4 separate regions of the Mus musculus genome follow, and regions 1, 3 and 4 are each linked to region 2. A link is a contact called in public promoter capture Hi-C data. All regions are on one chromosome and are shown on one strand. Each heading gives the region's core, a stretch centred on a gene start, on an enhancer-like site or on the middle of the called end of the contact. The rest is flanking DNA. Distances are from core to core; before and after follow the strand shown. Region 1 holds the start of Mir155hg (Mir155 host gene (non-protein coding)). Region 2 has its middle 22 kb from the start of Gm41484. Region 3 holds the start of Mrpl39 (mitochondrial ribosomal protein L39). Region 4 holds the start of Jam2 (junction adhesion molecule 2).

The links. Promoter capture Hi-C pulls out the DNA fragments that hold promoters and counts their contacts.
Region 1: a contact with region 2 is called in a promoter capture Hi-C map of cranial neural crest. The contact joins the promoter of Mir155hg here to the enhancer-like site in region 2. A contact is called at or near these places in 4 of 39 promoter capture datasets (the 3T3-L1 cell line, the HPC-7 cell line, cranial neural crest and 1 more).
Region 3: a contact with region 2 is called in a promoter capture Hi-C map of the HPC-7 cell line, with 8 times the contacts expected there. The contact joins the promoter of Mrpl39 here to the enhancer-like site in region 2. A contact is called at or near these places in 11 of 39 promoter capture datasets (the 3T3-L1 cell line, 3T3-L1-derived adipocytes, the HPC-7 cell line and 7 more), 2 of 115 datasets of contacts at active chromatin or transcription factors (cardiomyocytes and embryonic forebrain) and 2 of 9 other capture datasets (adipose tissue and liver).
Region 4: a promoter capture Hi-C map of liver shows a contact between it and region 2, with 4 times the contacts expected there. The contact joins the promoter of Jam2 here to the enhancer-like site in region 2. A contact is called at or near these places in 6 of 39 promoter capture datasets (the 3T3-L1 cell line, the C10 cell line, cranial neural crest and 3 more) and 1 of 115 datasets of contacts at active chromatin or transcription factors (stem cell-derived neural progenitor cells).

Annotation. Positions count from the first base shown.
Region 1 is chr16:84,711,730-84,714,429 of GRCm38.p6, forward strand. It overlaps Mir155hg (Mir155 host gene (non-protein coding)), which reads left to right and starts at 1,294. Exons shown (of 2, transcript NR_132106.1): 1 at 1,294-1,364; 2 at 2,324-2,700. Mir155 (microRNA 155) reads left to right here and starts at 2,411; the gene lies at 2,411-2,475.
Region 2 is chr16:87,267,156-87,269,960 of GRCm38.p6, forward strand. No RefSeq gene overlaps it. Among named protein-coding and RNA genes, the nearest start is that of Gm41484, 22 kb to the left of the region's middle. Within about 2 kb of position 1,511, at least 25 of the 459 cell types and tissues checked have an H3K27ac peak or open chromatin away from gene starts, as enhancers often do.
Region 3 is chr16:84,733,789-84,736,573 of GRCm38.p6, forward strand. It overlaps Mrpl39 (mitochondrial ribosomal protein L39), which reads right to left and starts at 1,456. Exons shown (of 10, transcript NM_017404.5): 1 at 1,366-1,456; 2 at 619-825. The coding sequence starts at 1,429.
Region 4 is chr16:84,772,836-84,775,535 of GRCm38.p6, forward strand. Jam2 (junction adhesion molecule 2) reads left to right here and starts at 1,288. Exons shown (of 10, transcript NM_023844.5): 1 at 1,288-1,718. The coding sequence starts at 1,652.

The DNA of each region.
Region 1 (2,700 bases), core at 44-2,543, 2.6 Mb before region 2:
ATGTATGTATGTATGTATATGTGTGTATGTATGTATGTATGTATGTATGTATGTATGTAGATATATGTGTGTATATGTATATGATGAAAGTTGAAGATGAGTATGAATATGATGCCCTTTCTTACAGCTCCAAAAGTTCATCTACCCTACTCTGTATGTGTGTGTCTGTGTGTGTGTGTTATATGTGTGAGATACATGTGTGTGTGTGTGTTACCACAAAAAAATTACTAAAAATAAAAAGATCCAGTATAGGACATATTCTTCTCTGAGTACCTTAGCTGATAACATTTTCCCTGGCAAATCAGCAAGACTAGACAGATTGTGACATTCTATGCCTCCCTTATACCTCAAAATATTATCCTGAAGAAAAGTCTAATTATATTCTCCTGGAATGTCCTTAGGTTTAGGCTATACCACAGAGAAATGGTGATATGCCACATAGTGAATGGGACCTGGACTTACGATTTGTCTGAACTAAATATAGTGCTTAAGGTTGGTCGAGATTTTTACCTAAGGTCAAAAGAGTTGATTGCAATAGCAATTCCTAACATTATATTTTATTATTTATTGAGACGGGGTCCAATATAGCCCAAGCTGACCCCAGAGGTGATAAGTAATTGGGAACAGCCCTGAGCTCATGATCCTCCTAAGTCCATCTCTCAAGTCCTGAGATCAAAGGCTGCACCAGTGTCCATGTATGTGGTACTTGGGAATCAAACCTAGGCTTTTCATGTAGATAGATGATAGATAGATAGATAGATAGATAGATAGATAGATAGATAGATAGATAGATAGATAGGTGTGTATGTGTGCACACATGTATGTATATATGTAATATACATATATATGTATATATGGCTATACATATATATGTATATATGGCTATATATATATAGCCAGATGTGGTGGTATATGGCTATAATTCCAGAATTTGGGAGACTGAAGTGTAAGGTCATGAGTTCAAGGCCAGCCTAGGTTATATAGGGCAACCTTGGCTACCTATACTAAATATATTCTTGGTAATACCTTTATTCAGATGGTATCTTTAAAGGATAGAAACAGAACTTATAGATAAGTTATTTACTTAAATTGGAATGGGGTTATGTAGGCACTCATGCACACATGCACAGTTGCATATATTCTCCCTAATGGGTCAATAATATGGCATGAAGTAGAACACTAGAATCTTAATAGATTTACTGAGGACTTACTGAGTTCAATGCACTATGAAGAGAAAAGGTATTATTACAGTCTTTCTTTTGGCTGAAATAAAATCCAAGATTGAAACTGTGTAATTCACAGACTTTCCTCATGAAACCAGCTCATCTGAGAAAACAGCAAAGTTTAAAAAAGAAATACTATCAGTAAGTATGATATATTTCCTTGGTTTGGAAATTTCCAAGCCACGATATTCTGCCCTGTCAAAATATATTCACTGGGGAATTTTTAACTTGATGCATTTCTTTTGAACTTAATCACATTTCTACATCTAGCTGGTTTCATTATTAAAGAAAAGAAAAGGTGGTTCCCCTCTGGTCCTAAAGGGAACCACAGACTTGAGTGATGCTTGAACTTCTAGGTTCGCGTACAGTAACACTGAAACCAGAAACTTGTGGGAGAAATGTCACTTTATCTGAGAGAGTAAAATCCAACTCTAACAGGAAACAGCAAATTCATCTTTTTTCTTTTTCTAAACCACTCTGCTGGAGACAAGTCCCTTGAGTCAGAGCTCTTTAAGGCGCACTTCCTTTACATGGGTCAAACTGAAGCCACCGGTTTGTGAGTCCCCAAAGGAATCACTGGAGGACAACAGGAGCATTTTCAGATACCTTTCAGGGCAGACCTGCCCTGGCTGTACCCCCTATCTTGAAGAAAAAGAAAAACGAATAAGGTGAAAATCGCAACTACTATTTATAGAATCAAAATGGGTTCATCCATTGAGTTTTAACTTTCAAAAATCATAAAGTACCATCCTAAATATCTGAGATTTCTTGAATTGCCTAGTGACCTGTGGGATGTACGTCAGAATATTACCCAGAACTGAAGTTGTGTCCTTTGAACTTCAGCATTGTAGAACTATGAACCGTGGCTGTGTTAAAAATGATACATGTATTCAAATATTTCCACAGAATTTAAAGTTTGATTTTATAATTAGTTTTTAAATTGCAAACCTTACAAAAATTTTCCAAAATTTACTTAGAAGCATTTCAGAGCTCTTTTCTTTCAAAGCTGAAGTCTACCTTGCCTTCAGATTCATAATCGTTCACTCTACTTTATAACTAACTGTGTGCGTACACACAACTATTTCTTTTTCTCTTTGCAGGTGCTGCAAACCAGGAAGGGGAAGTGTGTGGTTTAAGTTGCATATCCCTTATCCTCTGGCTGCTGGAGGCTTGCTGAAGGCTGTATGCTGTTAATGCTAATTGTGATAGGGGTTTTGGCCTCTGACTGACTCCTACCTGTTAGCATTAACAGGACACAAGGCCTGTTACTAGCACTCACATGGAACAAATGGCCACCGTGGGAGGATGACAAGTCCAAGAGTCACCCTGCTGGATGAACGTAGATGTCAGACTCTATCATTTAATGTGCTAGTCATAACCTGGTTACTAGGATAGTCCACTGTAAGTGTTACGATAAATGTCATTTAAAAGATAGATCAGCAGTATCCTAAACAACATCTCAACTTCAAGCCCACAT
Region 2 (2,805 bases), core at 261-2,760:
TCCAGAAGCAAGACTAAACCCTTAGGAAGCCTGTTGTTAATGGTACGTAGATCTGCCTCTCCACCCAACAAATCTCCCTTCACTTACTCGAACCATGACTCAGGATGGAGAAATAAGACAAACAAACCAAAAACCCAGCCCCAACTGTCTACGATTTATAGAGCACTTACTACATACCAGACATTGTGGACCTACTTCAGGAGCCATGTCGGTAACTCCTCGCAAATAGCGCTATTATTCCACTTTACAGGTATAGATATCGAGACTCGAGTACCACACAGCCTGTAAGTGGCATCCAGGTTTGAATTCCAGATGCAGCTCACTGCTATGTCTACCATCACAATGCTCTGCAAACAGGCAGCATGGCAGCTAAGCACCATAGTGAAATACTGAGACTCAGAATCTCTGGAGTTTTATGATTTCAGGAGAGACGACATGATTGCAGTACAGTATCTGATATTGTCCTGTTAATCTAAAGCAGATATTCTCAACCAAGGGCAACTTTTCCTCTAAGAGATACTTGACGGTATCTGGAGATAGGTTTACAACTGGAGGCGTCTACTGCCTTCTACTGGGGAGAAGCAGAGATGCTTTTCAGCATTCTGCAATAGAGAAGGTCCTTCAACAGAACTGCCAAGCCCAGACATTCCACATGCTAAGACCCACAGTTTGGTCTGGTTGTTTTCTAATGCCCACTGGATCTTTACGGGCTGTAATTATCTATATCTGTTTTAATACTCTTTTTTATGACACCTTTTTTGAGTGATACCATGAGTCCTTTTAGGAGACAAGAGTGCAATGAAAGAGAGAAAGTGACTTTCAAAGAATCTCTTGAGCAAGTGAGCACCTTCTTTGGCACAGAATGTTCCAAGAACTCTATTTTGAGAACAGTGACCCAACAGCCAACTGTCTGGCACTCACTCATCCATCACTATCAGAGTTGGTACTTCCTGGAATCCTGCCTGTCCCCAGAAAGTGCTCGGGGGTAGGAAGAGTGGTTACCAGGGAACATGCCGTTGCAGTGAGAAAGCAAAAGAAAATCGCAACAAACCCACAACCCAATGCCAGCCCTAAGAGTTTCTCACAGTCCATAAGTCAAAGAAAGCTCAGTTGTTTCCAAACTACTCATGAGACATGTTCTCTGTGGTTTTCAGGCACAGAGGAGAAACTACACAGAAAATGCACAGTTCTGTGGTTTGAAAATCAAAACTCTATTAGTCAAAAGATAAGTGCTACGAGTTTCAGAAATAAACATATGTCCCAACTGCCTATACTGAACAAGTTCTAAAGTTAAAGGGCATAGAACTTGGCAGAGAGTATCGTTGTTTACATTACAGAACCAACACACAAACTTTGTAGAAATTCTTATCAATCCAAGAAAACATCATATTGCCTTTACTGTATTCATCTATGTCCAAAGCAATTCGTTAGGTGTTGTTTGGCTGGTGTCTGGTTTGAGCAGTTCATCACTCCATCTTACCACCATTAATCATCACATCTGTTTCTTTCAAAAGCATTCCAGACTTTATTATCCAATTCTCAGTAAAGTTTATTTATCCCTCTTGAATGTTCTTAACTGTTCCATGTCAAAGAAAAACACAGAGTGATTTATCGTTACTGTGTCGTCGTTTTCAGATTGTGATGCTTGGATAAATTTTATTCATATGTTTGTTCCATCCTCAGATGTCTTGATCTTCCCAAACTCCCAAAATCCTTATCTTTCAAAGCTTAACCTAGAGTCAATTTCCTCGTCACTGCAATGATGGATGCAAAGCAAGGATCACCTCCAGCAAAATCATAATCACAGCACCCAGCACAACACTGTAAGGACCCGGGCCCTTTCTCTGTGGCTGATACCTGCTGCTCAGGCTGAAATGTATGGCTAGAATTCTGCTTGCAACTCTCAAGAATGATGCAAAGCTTTCCAAAGCTGTGAGGTTATACAAGAGGACAATAGGTGGATTTTAAAAGTAGCCTGTAGGTAAATATCAAGAAATGTGAGATTATGGGAGGGATGGGGTAGGGGCTCAAGGAAAAAGAATCATGTATGTCTCAGAAAAATCAAACTGCCAAAGTATTAAAGAACACCTCTGGGAGAAGGGTGCTTCTGGAAACAAGTCAACACAAGATTTGTAAAAGTGAGGGATTTCAAACAAACTTTCAATAGCCTAGCTAAGAGATTCATTTGAGTCATCCAAGTTAAGTAGGATATTGTGGAACATCACTGAGGTTCTAAAGGAAATTCCCCTAACATAAATAACATTCTGGCTGATGAATCCCTTGCCAACCTTCATTCAAAAATAAATAAGTAAGCTGTTCATTTGAAAAGCCTTGGAATGTGGCTCCACGGTGGAACGCTTGCAGTCTTAGTTAGGGTTTCTATTGCTGTCATAAAACACCATGACCAAAAACAATTTGGGAGGAAAGATTTTATTTCCTTTAACAACCTGTATCCCATTATCAGGCAGGCATGGTACTGGAGGAGGTGAGAGGTCTACATCTTTGTATGCAGGCCTCTAAGAGAAGACTGACTTCCAGGCAGCTAAACCTAGGGTATTAAACCCTTGTCCACAGTGAAACACCTACTCCAACAAGGCCAGACTTCCTAATAGTGCCACTCCCTGGGCCAAGCATATTCAAACCATCATGTTCCACTCCCTGGCCCCCATAGACTTTTCAAAAATATGAGTCTATTGGGACTATACCTAAACATACCATAATGCAAAATACATTTAGTCCAACTTCCAAAATCCCCATAGTCTATAGCAGTCTCAATAATATTAAAAGTCCAAAGTTCAAGCTCTC
Region 3 (2,785 bases), core at 206-2,705, 2.5 Mb before region 2:
TGGTACTATTACAGAGTCTTTTAAAAAGCTAAACAACAGCCAACCGTGCCTATCTACTATTCGGGAGATATTTCAGTTTAAATATCCTATCTATGGAAGCCCTATCCAAATCCTATCAGTACCTTTACAGCCAACGACCTCTCTAACAATAGAAACAAAACAATTAACGTCAGCATTCACTATACTTATGTTTCCATTCACACATTTAGTACCTATACTAGATAAAACCACAACATGGGACAAGTAGGAAGGAGATGAGACATATACTCGGGGGGAAAAAAAAAACTAAAAAGATAAAGGTAGAATAAATGAAAACTCAAGAAAAAAACAAACCAAAACAAACCAAAAAAACAACCCTCAAAATACTTTAATGAGACCTGCTAGATAAATGCTCCCAGAACATGCATATTACATAGTCATATTCAGACAAACTAGGGAGACAACCTGTACAGCAGAGAAATGCTACGATACCCACCGTACCCACAAAACAAAGGGGACAGTGGGTGGCAAAATGGCTGCAAATAAATTCTACAGCTTCGCCAAGTAATGACAGCATGTTCCCCTCTGCAGTGCTCTGCACAGCGCGTGTAAAATGGTCAACATTGTTCTGCTGCTTACGCATGGCACAACTGTAAGGGGTTGAGATGTTTTTATTCATCACGAAGACAGTGCCGGGATCAGTTTTCCCAACATGCTTAACTTCGATCTTCTCCGTTCGGGGGGTTAACGATAACTGCCTGCTTTTCTCTCTGTTAAACAGATCATTCCGCATTTCTGTCAGCTCCGTGGGTGACAGCTCGGCAGCTGGCGACGTCGCTATAAATCCTATTAAGAAAGCAAAGTACGTAGTTTACTCTGGACCTGTAACAAGTATTGAAAACGGTAGAATTTTGCAGAACATAAGTCAAAAATTCGACTGAGGCAAACTTGAACCACTTTATAATGTTAATAATTTAGGATCCAACAACGAAAAAACAAAAAACAAAAACGCTGGGCTCTGATTTACTCTCACATCACCACCGATTTCCTCAGTGGCGTCCTAAAACCAGACTCGATTGGGAAGGAGAGCAAAGTTGTAGTTGGAAACGGTCTGGAGGGGAGGAGAACGCTCCAGGAAGGCGGAATCCCCGTGTCCAAACGATCAATAGCTAGCATGAGAAATGCTGAACTTTTCTTCCACACCCCAAAGCAAGGGACTTGGCTAGGCAAGCGCGAGTCCTCACTCCCTGGGAGATGGGGACATGTTTGCCGAAGACTGGGGCTCCTAAAACCCCCCACAAGAGCCGCCCATGCCCGCATCCCTTCTCTTTCCCTGATTCCTGCACCCCAGATTGTCTTCCCACACCGGGAACACAAAAAACTCACTCCAGCGAGCCCCGCCGCCCGCGCCGGGCCGCCGAAGAACCAGCCTTCCCACCGCGGTAGCCATGGCTTCCCGAAGTAGCCAAGGTAGCTCGGCGTCCCGGTCCTTCTCGTCCCTCTTCCCCCGGAAACGCGGAACCCGCGGCGGAGGTTCCGTAGGACTGATCAGCTCGGGACCGGATGCTAGGAGCGCGCCGAGCCACGCGGGGGCGCATGCGCGCCTCTCCTTGGATGGCTCACCCTTGGCCGCGCTGCGAGTCTTGTCCTTGGCTCGGGGACGACCGGCTGCCCTGAGGAGTCGCAGAAGTGTCTATTGGACAGAGGAGTCACACAGGCGCCTTTGTCTCACGAGGGTTCCAGATTCCCGGCAGAAAAAAATTAGAGGAGGACTCTTTGCGTTACGTCTTTGACAGTCTGGCCAGCCACGCCGGGTACAACTCTAGAGGGTGGAAATAAAAGAGGTTTGCAAAAGTGAGTTTCAGGTCGGCTGCAGTGGGGCTGAACCCGGTTCACCGTTTAGTCGGCCACGTTCCTGGGCTCTTGGAAACACGTCGTGTTGATTTTGCAAAGAACGTCCTAGAACTCTTTTCCGAATGATCTAGGCACGACTGCACGGAGTAACCGGGAATCTGTGTCTCGTCCCTGGATGTATCCCAGAAACGCAAACCGTGCTTGGCAGCTCAGCAAATATTTGTTATGACGGTTGGTAAAAACACACTGCTACATCTAACGCCTTTGTGGTGCCAGCACGTTCCCGTTGGAGCAGCATTCTTTACTTCTGCAAAGCTGAACCAATGAACCAATATAGTTTTATAAATTTAGTCAGGAATTTTCACATGATCCCTACTTTTAACTTGTGGTGGAGCACACACTGCCACCAGGCGGAAGGGTAAGCTCGGTCACAAATGCTATGTTTTATGCCACACAAATGTGCTGTCTCCTTGGCCCAAATAATACATGTTTACAATTGCATAGGGAAAGTGTTAAGACCTTTCCTCATCTTTAAGGCAAGACATGTAAGTATAAATTTGGATTCAACCATTCAATATTGTACTGGCCTATCTCATGTAAAGTCCTCGGCCGAGAATAGTGACTGATGCCTGCAATCCCTCCTCAAGAAGGCTTAGGTAGGAGCTGGAGAAGCCTTTAGCTACTTAACACACCTTTTCCTAACAATAGAAGTTCTAAATCAACTCTGGAAAAGTGTGCGCGCGTGTGAGCGTGCATGTGTGTTTCTTCCTTAAATGTTCTATGGTTCCCCTGAAAGCTTTCAGCTTCACAGCTTTTAGAGATTGTGTCCATTTCACCCCACCCCGAAAACTATAGTTCACGGCCACATTTAAAACAATCCTCTGGACGTTAGCTTGAGAAAAATTAATCATAAGCACATCTGCACACAGCTGATTGGAGCGTCTACTATCGC
Region 4 (2,700 bases), core at 38-2,537, 2.5 Mb before region 2:
CTACAATGTGGCTATATCGAATCAATCAATCAATCAATCAATATCTCTCCCTTTCTCTTCTCAGTTTTCACGACTAATTTGACTCTTTTAATTGGATTGTCAAGGACAATTGACTTAACCTGTCTCTGAGCACAGGCCTTAAGTCTTTTTTTTTTTTTTTTTTTTTTTTTGCCTTAAGTCTTAAGTTAGATGACACCCTTACTCCCTTACTGTTTGTGAGTTTGGGCTACCAGCTCCATTTTTGCCTTTTTTTTTTTTTTTTTTTTTAACTTTGCTTTTCTTGCCCTCAGGGGTCTTCTGTCCCCTCCCCTTCCCCATGAGGGCCAAAGCTTTCATCACTGTTGCCCAGGCAACAGTGGGGATGCCTCATTCCTCACAGCTCTGCATATCTAAGTATATCTTAAGCCTTTGTCCGCAAGGCTGGCTCAATTCTTTGTAAGTGGTCCACCACTAAATCAGCCATCCTCTACACATAATTATTTATTATTTAGCTTTATTTAAAACGATTTTAAAAAATGTCTTCACCTGACAACGGCCTTTACACAGACGGGTCAATTTTCTTGAATGCCCCAGCCATCAGTTCTGGAGAGGAAATGTGAAAATCGCCTTTGCAAGTGCACGCTTCCGAAGTGCGGGTCAATTTTAAAGCACGCACTGGAGCATTCATAATGGATTTCCCTTTTAAAAGCACATGAGACCAAAAATAAACCTGACAAAAGGGCAGCTGTAGAGTTTTAACATGTGGAAAACTCCACAGGCGGCAGTTACATAACGGGGAAGAAACAAGATAAATATTTCACACCGTTAGATGAACTTCCAGATGACAACTAAGAAGCCAAGAGCCCAGAACACACCTTAACTCTCTAAGGGGTTGGGGGGACGGGGAGGACGGACTTGAAGCCAGAAGAGGCTAAGCCTGATGATAAAATCTGGGACCTGACTTGCAACTTGAGTGATGCCTTTGTCCCCCGCCCCCTCCGCCCCTCCCCACCCCCCCTTTCTAGAGGCAGGGGCTGAGCTCATGCCCCTATACTTTAAGAGCGCTTCGCCAGCGGTTTTGTCCGCTAGATAGAAATTTTCCAAAAAATATCTCCCACGCTAGGCAAAACACTGAAAAGGAAGTTTTTTTGCGCCAAGAGGAGAGACATGGCGAGACAGACCGAGCCACTACCGCTCCCAACACACACACACCCTGCCCATCCCACCCGGCTGCGCTCCTCCTGCCCCCAGCTCCTCGCCCTGGGGACAGCTGGCAGCCTAGCGCGGGACTAGACACAAAGCGGATCAGTCTGGGGGCGGGGGGCCGACCTGCAGGGTTCTCCCTCAAGAGGCTAGTCCTCTGCCGCCACTCGCTTAGGACCCTGCGGACACCGCGTCCCGCGTCCACGCCCTCCCCTCAACCCTCTTCCACCCTTCAAAAGAAGGACTGTCCCAGACACCACGTCCTAGGGCCAGAAGACCTGCCCCCACGACAGTCGCTGGAGACACCCCAGACCGGAGAGACTGACATCGGGACAGGACCCGCCCCTCTGCTTCCACCTCTCAGGGACCTCCTCTGCTCCGCCGCCGGGCGAAGTGCTGGGAGACCCAGCCGCCTGTCGCGCTCCTGCAGGGGGACCCTCAGCTAGGCAGCCAGCTGGCGCCCGCGTAGATGGCGAGGAGCCCCCAAGGCCTCCTGATGCTGCTGCTGCTACACTACTTGATCGTCGCCCTGGACTGTAAGTCTCTGGGGTAACAGTCCTTTCCACCCTCCGGTCTGGCTATACCAGCCTCCGGGACCCTCGCCTGCAGGCATGGCGCTCAGTGCTAGGGGGTCTGTCTCGGGGCGCCAGGCTTTGCAGTCTGGGAGCACGGAGGGTAATCTGGATGAGGGCAGGCTCTGGGCAGGGAGACTGAAGTCCTGTGCGTCTTGTAAATAGTGTTGGATCTGGGCAGTTAAGAATTGAAGAAAACAGACGATCCTCATCTCCTTGCAAAGTCCGAGGAAGTTTTCAAAGACACCGGGACGTGATCAGAATGCAAAACTCTCTAAGTATTCAAGATGCGAAGAGCCCAAGAAAGATGGCATCCGGGGTTGGCGAAGGCCACTCTTAAGTAGCTGCGGCTGAGGGATCAGTGGTTACGGTCCCAGCTGCCCCGGGCAAGGTGCTGGGTAAAGCACTTTAGAGGCGGTAGCGGGGTGAAATTAGCTGAGCCCCAGTAGCTTTTCGCCTTTACGCCTGCAAAACCGGCTTAGAGAAGTCTGTCCGCTCCAGCCAGCTGCCGTGTCCTCAGGGGATGTCCAGCCAGCGGGACTGGCTGTTAGGATTGTTAGAAAGGCGCAGGCGATGAATGAGCGAGCTGGCAGCTGGCATAGCTGCGGAGGCGTCCCAAAGCCAGTTTAGTTTCTCTGGGTACTTTGAAAGAGGATTTGCGCGGGTGCTGGCCTAATGTGATTTGAAATTTGATTTTTGTTTTCTTCGCGTTAACTTTTTAGGAAAAGGTAGGAAATTACTATCTATTTTTAAGTGAGGAAGTCCTTGTTGTTGTTGTTGTTGTTGTTGTTGATGATGATGATAAACACCCTCCCCCTCCCTGTTATCTTTTGTTCTGTTGGTTTCTTCACTAGGGAGGGGTAAATGTGTTATTGTTGAGGTTCAAGTTCTAGTCACAGTACTTAATAGTAGTTCAATTATTCTGCCCGACGAACGTCTTAACACT